2 separate regions of the Hordeum vulgare genome follow, and region 2 is linked to region 1. The links are chromatin contacts, called in public Hi-C maps. All regions are on one chromosome and are shown on one strand. Each heading gives the region's core, a stretch centred on a gene start, on an enhancer-like site or on the middle of the called end of the contact. The rest is flanking DNA. Distances are from core to core; before and after follow the strand shown.

Evidence for each region. Hi-C and Micro-C count contacts between places; a contact is called where the count stands out from the background.
Region 2: a contact with region 1 is called in a Hi-C map of seedling, with 6 times the contacts expected there. The contact joins the promoter of LOC123443083 here to the enhancer-like site in region 1. A contact is called at or near these places in 1 of 6 Hi-C or Micro-C datasets (seedling) and 1 of 1 datasets of contacts at active chromatin or transcription factors (embryo).

What each region holds. Positions count from the first base shown.
Region 1 is chr3H:86,884,978-86,891,301 of MorexV3_pseudomolecules_assembly, forward strand. No RefSeq gene overlaps it. Among protein-coding and RNA genes, the nearest start is that of LOC123441527, 210 kb to the right of the region's middle. Within about 2 kb of position 3,959, at least 1 of the 3 cell types and tissues checked has open chromatin away from gene starts, as enhancers often do. A contact at or near this core is called in seedling, where this site is marked.
Region 2 is chr3H:87,260,511-87,266,750 of MorexV3_pseudomolecules_assembly, forward strand. It overlaps LOC123443083 (trans-cinnamate 4-monooxygenase), which reads left to right and starts at 1,527. Exons shown (of 4, transcript XM_045119332.1): 1 at 1,527-2,001; 2 at 2,114-2,553; 3 at 3,546-3,667; 4 at 4,336-5,135. The coding sequence starts at 1,657. The coding sequence ends at 4,934.

The sequences.
Region 1 (6,324 bases), core at 2,709-5,208:
CAACAGGCTGGCCTGTCAATAATACACCTATAACGGTCATGTGCATGGACCATTAAGTCCGGTTTGAACCATGTGTTGCACAATGAGGAGTACGCTAATTGCGAGTTGCAGTGCAAAAGTATTTAAATTACTCCTCAAGCAAATAGGGGCGGCATGAATCCCACGCGTTACATGTGCAACGCACCCACCAAAACGTCAATAATTAACCGAGTGGCAGATGACATGCGTTATGGCGAATTAAATCACTCCAGGGCGAATCAATACACCTAGCTGTCCTGCGACCCTAAATGGCACCCAGCAAGCCATCAACGCGCCATCAACGCAACAGACACACCTGCCCTTGCAGACGACGACGCGCAGCCCAACAATGTCGCCATGTTGGGGGATTGAGGGAAACAAGAGATGATCACAGGTGTGCACATATGCAGGCAAAGAAACCAAAAACTAACGCATCACATAATGTTTTGGATTGGATGATCTATGTTTTGGATTGGATGATCTAACATAATCTTCGTTGCAGACAGAACCCGTCTCACACCCTTTCTCTGCTCCTCCACAGGGACGGCTTTCGGGAGATCTACAGTGTAAGAATACAGCTACTGCATGTTCTCAAATGATGTCTACCCAACATTAAGGGGATGTTTGTTTTCAGGGACTTTTTGATGTAGGGACTAAAAAAATCTCAAAAAATCCCATGTAAAACAAACATGAGGGACTTTTAGGAACTAAAAGAGGGTATTTGAGACTATTTGAAGAAGTCTCTGTGAAGGATCTTTTTAAGACTTTTTGGCACTTGTTCCAACAATGCTTTTACTTTTAGCATGTCATTTAATAACCACTACTTCAAGAGTAACATAATCTTTTTGCATGTCATTTAATGACATCTAGTCCTTATTTGGTCTCTCGAAACAAACAGATAGGACTAGGGACTTTTAAGTTGGGACTAAAAAAAAGTCCTGGAAATTGTGAAACAAACAGGGCCTGAGAGCAGTTATGCCATCACCGGGGCTTTGACGTGGGCCTTGTATTCATACGAAACATAAATGACGTTTAGTCCACTAGCGGAGCGTATACCAGGACGTATTCACGAAAGCTCATAAAGTATTTGCGAATGGGCTATAATAAATAGCAATCACGACGCGAGGACGGATGCTCGAGATTTCGTGAGCGCGCGAGGACGGATGCCCCAAAAGTCCGCGTCCCCATGTTGGCCCCCGCAAGGTAACACTGATCCTCTTGTCGCCACCGCGTCTCTCCCCCAATTCTCTTATGGAGCTACCCTCACTAATCCTCGCAGACCCAACCTGGTGAACACGACCCATTGCATGCTTTTGAACTGACATCTGCTAGACCTCGGTTTGGTCAAGGTATATATATGACGATGAGTATAGAATCAACCTCTCTTGATGTGAAAACGCCCATGTCCCAAAGTTGTCAACCGTTTTAAGCGGCGGCCTTCAATAATCCTTAAACACCTTGACAACGAAGATTTTTCTCTCCCATTGCAACGCACGAACATATTTCCTAGTAAATAAACTTTAAAATCAACAACAAAAAATGAGGTTAGTCTTCAGCTTTTTTTAGCAGAGTACAATCAAAGTCGTTCACATATACGAGCATACACTCACCCCTATAAACGCACACACGCATACCCGGCAGATCATCTTGAGATTGACGAAGTCGCCACTGACGCATTCGTTGTCGATGGGAACGTCTCCTTTCACTGAAAGTACATTGTTGAAAGACCTGAAATAAATTCAGAAAATGCAAGCATCAACGTCAAGTCTGGAACTTGAACTCCCTATGAACGCACGCATGCATACCCCGGCAGATTATCTTGAGATTGACGAAGTCGTCACTGACGCCTTCGTTGTCGATAACAACGTCTCCTTCCACTAAAAATACATCATTGAAAGACCTGAAATAAATTCAGAAAAATGGAAGCACCAACGTCAAATCTAAGACTTGAACTCTGATGAGTAAGGGATACTACAGTCCTTCTAAATATCCAATCATGAATTGGTTTACCAAGCAAGTCTTCAGCTAACTTGCTATGGAGAGGAATGGCCGCCCTCGAGGCTATGTGCAGCCCGTAAATAGCCCTACCATTAGCTAAGGTTGGCCAGGTGATGTCATTTTACCTTTTTTTTCTTTCTTCTTGCGTTTTTGACTTATATTTTTGTTTTTGTTTTTTCAGTTGATTTTACATTTTTTGTCATTTTAAAAAGATGTACTAAATATATGTATTAAATTTTTTACATATTTATTTTGAAAACGTTAACCTTGTATTTAGATAATATTAAACATGTATACATATTTTTATGTATATGCAAAAACATAAGTTGTGAATACAAAAAAGTAGGAACATGTGTAAGAAAAATGAGTATATATTTTTAGAAGTGTCCGTGCAATTATAAAATGGTATGTTACACTATAAATATATGTTGACAAGTTCAATAAAATGTGTTAGGAACATTTTCAAACATATTTGTAGAATGTGGAAAAAGCTTTTGTAGTTCATAATAAATATTTTTTCATGGAACAAATGTTCCATTGTATTTAATATTTTGTAAAAAATATGAAAGCATGATATTTTTTGAAATGTTGAAAAGTCGCTTGAAAATTTTTATACATTTATAAAAAATGTATCTATACATAAAAAAATGGAAACCATGCATTGAAAAAGTAGACATAAAAACTTATGTTAATTTTTTTTCATGAATTTTAAATATTTGTAATATATAGTAAAGAATGTACAATACATATGCAAATTGTAGACTTGTGTTAAAAAATCAAAAGAAAACTAATCAAAACTGAAATAAAGAAACATAAAATGAAGAAAAAATACCAAGGCATGAAATAAAAGAATTATAATTAAGAGAGATAGAAAAACCGAGGAAACATAATGAGAATACATATAATACAGGACTAAAATTAAGAAATATAACCGAAGAAACCAAATGAAAAGCAAAGAAAACCACCATAAAAATAAAGAAAGAGAAAATAAATGGGAAACATTAGTTTAAATGAAAAAAACATGGAAATAAATAAATAAATCGAACAGAATACCACAAAGGAGTGGAAAAAAAGTCGATCTAACGTATAGCAATCGACAAGAGCAGCATGGATTATGGCTAAATGGGCTAGCCCGCTAGGTTGTCGTCGTAGCAATGGTTGTGCCAGGTATTCAATTATGTGTAATCAACTGAATCGTGTGTAGATAGGAGTATGCATTTGTAGGATTTTCTTGGCATGATATGTATTTGTTGTAGGATGTGTTTTACAAAAAGTTGTGTAGTCAATATACTACACACCTCATGTGTAGATTCTTCACTTGTCCGTAGGCGATTCCTATTAGGAATTAGAACGGGCGATACAGAGCTGTCGCACCCGTTATAGTTATTTTTTAAACCGTTGCAACCCCTCCCGTGTAAGCCTTGGGCTCATCCCATTAGTTATGTGAATATATTTTGAATGCGCAAATTTTTTCAAATTCATAAACTTCCCAAGTTTGTGAAAATTTTCAAATGCTCAGTTCCATGAATATTGTTTGAATGTTTTTTATAGAAAAAGTTGTGAAATCTTTTAAAATCCATGAACATTTTCAAAACAGTGATTATTTTGAATTTCTGAACCTTTCTAGTCCATGAACTGCTTTCAAATCTATGATATTTTTAGCCTATTTTTTGAGTTTCATGACATTTTCATATTTATGAGAATTATTTTAATTCATGTTTTTTGAAGTTCTTACATTTTCTTGAAGAGTCAAGTGTCAACGGTGGACCCTCAACCGCGACTGGTCAACTACTGAACCAAGCAACCAGGCAAACAGGAGTACCAGCGCGTCGCGAGCTAGCGGTCTTCTTGTTGTAAGGCCAACCACGGTATAGGGGTTGCATGAGCATTGGATCCTACCTCACGCTTAAGGCACTAGGGAGGAGGTGTCTCTGTTGGGCGTGCCTATACCTCGATTGACGAGGTACCAATACCATTATGGTGAGCATCTAGTTGGGTCAGCACAATAAGCCTCATGTGGATTAATTTTTCATTCTTCTTTTTCATTTGTTCATATTTTCGAAAACAAACTATGTACGTATATTCCAAATTTATATTAACTTAATAAATAAAGAATAGCTAAATCGATAAATGTGAACATAGTGTATAAAAATGGTTATTGTAATTTTTTTGTGTTGATAGCATTAAAAAAGTGTTTATGACATTTGAAGAATGTTAAGTGTTTAAAAAAATGTATGTGGCATTTAAAAAAATACAATGTAAATCAGATGTTTGTAAAAATTTAAACTAATGTTTGGTATCATTCAAATAATGTAAGTTTATTTTCTAATTTTTTTTGCATGTTTCTGGTTTTATTTACATTTTAAAAATGATTGTGGAAAAAACACATATTAAAAAACATTGTCTTATTGGAAAATATTCAAAACGCTTGCTTTTCTAGTCAAAATATGTGTTTGAAATAATGTTAATTTTGTATTTGAAATTAATGTTTTATATGTATACGAAAAATATACTGTGCATATGATAAAAGTAGACAAAAACATATAATTTAAAATGTTAATCATGTATTTGAAATATACTCCCTCCGGCTCAAATTAATTGTCTCAAAGTTTACCAAAAGTAGATATATCTAACACTAAAATATGTCTAGATACATCCAGTCTTAAAGTTTACCAAAAGCAGATATATATAACACTAAAATATGTCTAGATACATCCATTTTTGTCAAACTTTGAGACAATTAATTTGAGACAAGGGAGTAGTAAATATGCATTTTTTACTAACATATAAAAAATTGCACACCGTGTAGTTGAAAAATGTTCAATGTGCATACACCAATGTTCAATACACACAATAAAAATGTGCATGTGGACTGAAAGAAGACATATATTAAAAATCCAAAAAAATTCGTGAAGACACAAAAGAAAACCAAAGAAATCGATACATAAGAGTGAAACTCAGAGAAAACCAAAGAAACCAAAAATGAGAGGAAAAATAATAATTTAAAGAAAAAAGAGAAAAAACACAAAAAAAAGGGAAACCCACACATAAAATTTAGAGAGAAAAATATGCACTCAAAAGTCCGTTGTGCATTAATCTTGAAATGGGCCGCATGCATTGTAGCTACCCTATAACAGTTCAAGCGAGAGGAGCTACGATCTTGCTATAAGCGCCATATAGCTCATGTGTCTTCTGTATGTCCGTCTACAATCTTCACCCTTTTGTCCCGTTGGCGTAGCACCGATGTGAGCAAAACCACTTCTGGCGACGTCATGATCGCCGCGCTCTGCATCATCCGCCCTGGCCCATGCTATGGGATCGAGAAGAGGCGTCCAGAGGGGGGGGGGGGGGGGGTTGAATAAACTACTTGACCAAATACAAACTTAATCTTTTCTCAACTTTATTAGTTGGCAAGTTTTAGCAATTCTAACAAGTCTAGCGCATTATACACATGCAATTATACGAGTACAACAGCGGAAAGTAGACATGCACATGTAAGTAAGGAGTAGAGATAGAAAAATCAAACGCAATGAAGACACGAAGATTTTTGGCGTTGTTCCGTTAGGTGGTGTTACCGTACGTCCACGTTAATGGAGACTTTAACCCACGGAGGGTAACAGTGGTGCGAGTCCACGGATGGCTCCACCCACAAGGGGTCCATGAAGAACCAACCTTGTCTATTCCACTATGGCGTACGTCCACGAAGGACTAGCCTCACTCAGGCTAGATCTTCACGAAGAAGGCAATCTCCTTGCCCTTACAAACTTCTTGATTCAACTCCACATGATTTGGAGGCTCCCAAGTGAAACCTAACCAATCTAAGAGACACCACTCTCCAAAAGGTAATAGATGCGGTATGGATAATGAACTCCTTGCTCTAGTGCTTTAAAAGATAGTCTCCTCAATACTCAATCGCTCTCTCAGAGAATTTAGCTTCGTAGAAGAGATTGATTGGGTGGAAAGAAACTTGGGGAGGCTAGAAATCAAGATTCATATGGTTGGAGTTGAAGATCTTGATCACAACACATGAGTAGGTGGTTCTCTCTCATGAAATGAATGATGGAAGTGATTTTCTTGTTATAAGTGCTCTCTCAACGAATGAGAGGGATGTGGAGGGGTATATATAGACATCTCCAAAAATCCAGGCGTTACAACATTATTGACCAACTCGGTGGAACCGTAGTAAAAACTTGGTTGCACCGACTAGTGCAAAATTCTCTCACTTTTGTCTTCTCAGTGAGAACGATAGAAAGCATCTCGGTGAGACCGATTCCGTTGACCTAGGCAGTTCCATAGACTCGGTGAGGC
Region 2 (6,240 bases), core at 277-2,776, 370 kb after region 1:
GAGAACACAATGAAATTGTGCTTGAACTTCAGCAACATGGAAGACGTGTACAAGGAGGTCAACGTTGTGGCAAAGAAGGTGACACCGATGGAGTTGAAGACGCTGATTTCTAACCCTGCGAAGGATGCCGTCAGTCAACATCCTTCGATGGGCCATGAATCACGCCGACTCCAACGACGCTCGACAGAGGGCAAAGTGGGCCAAGTACAAGGAACACACGCATCCTAATGACCACTGTGTCGCATCCTACTAGATGACGAGGATTGTGGTGGATCCAGCGGAGGATGACGACGGGGTGCATATGAGGGACAAGGCGCCGGCGGCAGGTGACCGTGCAAGACCGATTGTTGTTGACGAAGACATTGCAGACGATGAGAAAGAAGATGATGAGGAAGAAAAGAAGATGACTACGCCCCACCGCCACTCGATGCGACTCTAGGGTCGTCACAGCTAGACAAAAAAGTTTTGACCCCAATCCCTCCCCCGATGTAATCGAAAATTTAGCTATGAACTCAAGAAGCCATCGGTGCAGAATCCAATCCCACACCCTCGATGTGTTCACTCCCCTCCCTAACTCTCTAATCGCTTGTGCAAATTAAATCTTGCACGAGTCGAAAGTAGTAAATCTTGAGACACATCAAAGATTTACCGCGATGGCCGATGCGCTCCGGTGGAGGTCTGCAGTTGGTGTGGTAGTAGCCGCGGTCTTGGATCGTCCTGCTGTCGCTCCGATGGTCGCCGTCTCGTGACTGCATCCACGCATTAAGAGGTGAGAAAGCGATGGGGAAGGAAGGTGAGTGTAACTTATGATTACGTTTCGGAAAACAACGCGACGTCTCCAAACTGCATCCATGCATGCACACATCAATATCCACGTGCCTAGGTTGCACCGTTCGGGTTTATCTTCAAAAAACAGTCAATTTCAACGTTTCTCTATATACAGGCCTAAAAATACTTTAGTATTCGTGTTATGCAAACCCAACAGTAAATACGGATAACCAAGTAAAAAAAAAATCCCACGAGACCGATTGAATACATGCGGGTAACCAAACACATCCATGCTGAGCAGAGGAGGTGAGGTGGCTCACGGTTAAGGGTGCGGCAAAGCATGGTGGTTGTCTTGTCACCCTTCCTTGTGTTCCGCGCGGCGGCTCCTCTGGTTCTCACGAACGACGAAACATGGAGGCCTCTTTCCCGATTCCAGGACCCCCGTGGTCGCGTTGCCGGCCAGAACCGCCATTTCGCTTGGTGTTGACATGGGCCACGAGCTTGGCCAACAGTTTCTGCGTGCGGTTGGTTGGTGTTGGCGGTGCTCCGGCCGCCAGCGCCATGTTCACTCACAACCCTTGCGACTTGCGAGTTTTGACCCGACCAACCCCTTGACTCACCAAACACCTCTTTCCCGATTCGCCATGCGCATCCTCCATAAAAAATGGTCCGCGCCAATGACACCCACCCACCCACCAAAATTGCAAGCCTCGTGTAGCACTTCGCATCCGTGGAGCCTGCCTGCCACCTACCTCCATCCAGCCCCACGCTATAAAATCCCCACCGCTCCCAATCTTGCGTCAAATCAATTCGACAGATCGACCCGCCCCTCCGCAGCGGCGACACACAGGCACAGGCACAGGAGCCACACACCGCGCCTACCCCCCGATGGACGTCCTCCTCCTGGAGAAGGCCCTGCTGGGCCTCTTCGCCGCGGCGGTGCTGGCCATCGCCGTAGCCAAGCTCGCCGGCAAGCGCTTCCGCCTCCCACCCGGCCCCTCCGGCGCCCCCATCGTCGGCAACTGGCTGCAGGTCGGCGACGACCTCAACCACCGCAACCTGATGGGCCTGGCCAAGCGGTTCGGCGAGGTGTTCCTCCTCCGCATGGGCGTCCGCAACCTGGTGGTCGTCTCCAGCCCCGAGCTCGCCAAGGAGGTCCTCCACACCCAGGGCGTCGAGTTCGGCTCCCGCACCCGCAACGTCGTCTTCGACATCTTCACCGGCAAGGGACAGGTAAATTAAGATCCACCTTATACTAGTTGAGTTTTAGTACTAGTACAGTAGTATTCCTCCTCCATCAGAACGCACGGGTCTCTGATTAAGCAGCAATCCCCAAATAATGCAGGACATGGTGTTCACGGTGTACGGCGACCACTGGCGCAAGATGCGGCGGATCATGACGGTGCCCTTCTTCACCAACAAGGTGGTGGCGCAGAACCGCGTGGGGTGGGAGGAGGAGGCCCGGCTGGTGGTGGAGGACCTCAGGGCCGACCCGGCGGCGGCGACCAAGGGCGTGGTGGTGCGACGCAGGCTGCAGCTCATGATGTACAACGACATGTTCCGCATCATGTTCGACCGCCGGTTCGAGACCGTGGCCGACCCGCTCTTCAACCAGCTCAAGGCGCTCAACGCCGAGCGCAGCATCCTCTCCCAGAGCTTCGACTACAACTACGGCGACTTCATCCCCGTCCTCCGCCCCTTCCTCCGCCGCTACCTCAACCGCTGCACCAACCTCAAGACCAAGCGCATGAAGGTGTTCGAAGACCACTTCGTCCAGCAGCGCAAGTAAGTATTCTACTTATATACGATAATACAGTACTATACTTAATTCGTGCGATTAGTGATGGATCCATGTTACGTTAAGCAAGTACTAGTCGACTAGTGCCGATTGGTGGTAGCTGACCAGCTGCGATGCATCGATCGGTGAGCTGGAAGCGAGGTTGGTGCGCCTACCGGCACATGTTGGGTAGGCTGATGTTGATGTGATCCAGATCACAGTGCTAGCGGCGTCGGTAACGTCGGGGAGCAGCAAGGTCAAACTTCTCGGCACAAATTATCATTGCTTGACCTTTTCAAGGCCAACCATCGATCGTACGTGTCGCTCTCGGCCCAACCAACACGCAATGACCCGTAGGATCCCCATGCCGCATGCTAGATTGCTCAATAGCTTGCACATCGCACACCCGGGATGCACGGGAGAGGAACTTGAGATCTTTGCTTGGCGTGGCATGCAAAGAAGATTAATAATGATATCGTGAGACAACCGCGCGCGCATCACGTGATTGTGATGTATCGGATCGGCTTTTTCAAAGCAAGGGCTTTAGTCGATGAATTTGCTCTCTGAATCGGTCGGAGGTCTGACTCATTCACCATCACACCCAGTCCACTGACCACACCGACAGTGGAAAGCGTCCAACATAAGTTGTTTGAATTATTCGTCTCAGGGGAGCGGGTCTACCAGATCCACAAATTTTGTTAGTAAGCCATGGGGAAAATGGCAAGTTAGAAAGTAGGCTAAGATGGCTGATTGCAGTACTCCTCGTTCGCCATTTTCCGTTGCCTGTTGCTCCTCATCTGGGACCACGTACGATAATGGAGCTGTTGGCTTGATCATCTAGATTTGACGGATTGGTCATGCCAACAAGCCAACACCCATCATGTACTTATATAGCAACGGGGCTGCATTTTACTGTACGCGAACCTTCTGATCACCCAGTTGTCCAGCTGGGAAATTAATCAGTAGTGGTTCCCTAACTTATCCGACATGACATTTGCAGGGAGGCGTTGGAGAAGACGGGTGAGATCAAGTGCGCCATGGACCACATCCTGGAAGCCGAAAGGAAGGGCGAGATCAACCACGACAACGTCCTCTACATCGTCGAGAACATCAACGTCGCAGGTAAAACTCAACGACAGCTAAATATTCGTACTGTGCTCGTCTTTTCTGTCCAGCCTAGTTTTGACAAGGGAAACAAATGTCGCGCCGGATAAAGAAACAGGGTATATCCTTTTCATGAAGATAGCAGTAGTCATATAGGAATATGATGTAGTCATGAGGTTGTCGGTGACGACCATTTCTTTGTTGGTTAATGAAAAATAGTACTAATATGAAAAGTAGCACGCGCGATTGGAACTTTATAATCAAAGAGGCCGCAACCTAACCTAACCTAACTTTCTCAACTTTTTGTTGTTAATTAGGCGGCGCTTAGCCGGCACAAGCACTTACACCGTACACCTAACCTTTTCTATTCCTACCAAGTGGTCAGCTTGGTAAGCTATCAACAAAAATTTGCAACCTTTTCTGTTCTTAATTAAGCGGCGCATTAAGGTATCACTTTCCTCAAGATCCAGTGATCCACTATTATTCCTTGAACGTGCGGGTAGCCTAGGTGTACACTTTGAGCTGTATAATACGGAGTAGTGCCAGTATTTGTAAATGGCAGCCACATGATTTATCACCAAACTTCGTTTTCCATCTCAACTTTACAACGCATTTCCCGCCCTAATGATTAATTGTCGATGCATGCAACAAATTGTTCACGAGGACCTTGGATTGATGCTTTGCAGCCATTGAGACGACGCTGTGGTCGATCGAGTGGGGCCTCGCGGAGCTGGTGAACCACCCGGAGATCCAGCAGAAGCTGCGCGAGGAGATCGTCGCCGTGCTGGGCCCTGGCACGCCGGTGACGGAGCCGGACCTGGAGCGCCTCCCCTACCTGCAGTCCGTCGTGAAGGAGACGCTCCGCCTCCGCATGGCCATCCCGCTCCTGGTGCCGCACATGAACCTCAGCGATGCCAAGCTCGCCGGTTACGACATCCCCGCCGAATCCAAGATCCTCGTCAACGCCTGGTTCCTCGCCAACGACCCCAAGCGGTGGGTGCGCGCCGACGAGTTCAGGCCCGAGCGCTTCCTCGAGGAGGAGAAGTCCGTCGAGGCCCACGGCAACGACTTCCGGTTCGTGCCCTTCGGCGTCGGCCGCCGGAGCTGCCCCGGGATCATCCTCGCGCTGCCCATCATCGGCATCACGCTCGGACGCCTGGTGCAGAACTTCGAGCTGCTGCCGCCGCCGGGGCAGGACAAGATCGACACCACCGAGAAGCCAGGGCAGTTCAGCAACCAGATCCTCAAGCACGCCACCATCGTCTGCAAGCCACTCGAGGCTTGATTGAGTTCAGATCTCGGTCATGCGCGTACGCTGATGCGGGGAGATCGATCTATGCATGTGACTCTGTATTTTGCATTTTGGTGTTTCACAGTAGTAAGTTTAATTTTTCTTTGGTGTTGGGCTATTTGTCTTCATTTGAGGCGTCGATGTTGTAAATTTCCAAATAGTTGGCAATGTGATGTAAAACTTCTTGGCTCCAAAGATGACATGATTACCCAAAAACATATTTTGCTCAAAAGCTCATTTGAGCTCGTGATGAACAGTAAAATCACAAAAAATGAAAACAGACTAAGAATTCTGCTTTTCTTTTATGATGCTTCAATCAGTGTTTTTAGTGCTTGCAAATTTTCATCGTGAAATGACATTAATGGAAGTTGTGGCAAAAACAAAATAGCACTTCAAAATGCTTTTGAAATTAACTCTTTGGAAGTCCTTTCGTAATGATTTTCTGTGACCACTAAAAAATATCAATGATTGCATAAAAAACAAATTAGACTTTTTTTTTGGATTTTATGGTTCATCCGAACTCATTTGAGCTTGAGCACATACACATCACATCGCATGGTTACGAAGTTTGCAAACTTGAAAATGGTCCAAATCAATGCTACTCTCTCCATTCACAAATATAAAATGTTATGGTATTTTGATATGGACTACAAAAATAAATAAACAAACATATTAAAACATGCCTACATACATTTGATTTAGAAAAGGAACATCTTATATTCATGAACGAAGGAAATAGTTATTAGGCGTGAGCCGGCTATAGTGGTTGATCTGGTATTGATGACTAAGTTATTTATTTGCCTTTGTTATTTGTAGTGAGCAGTTGAACGATGATATGAACAAATTCTTGGATCAATTGAATGAGAACCACAAACTCGGCCTCGACGGCATTGCCATGTCAATACCATATACCTCGGAGATGAATTTGTTTAACGATTTTCACCAGGCCAATGATTTTTCAAATAAATTAGCAACGATCGGCCTATAAAAATATATTAACCCCAAGCACCCTTCCACTACCTAAAAAAAGAAAAGAATTATGTGATATTGTAACATTAATATAGTACATGCAGACATAAACGTAAAAATTTCTTCATATAAATATACGTTGGTTAAAAAATAATACATACCGTACTACGAAAGTCCCATCAAATCGCCGCATTATAAATTTTAAAAACACACTCCATATCTCCTTCACCCATCAAACTTAAATATTCCATAAGTTTGAAAATGTAAAGGTTAATAGTTTTTTTAGAAAATCAAATTTCTTTAACTTTGATCAAGTTGGGAGCAAAAAATA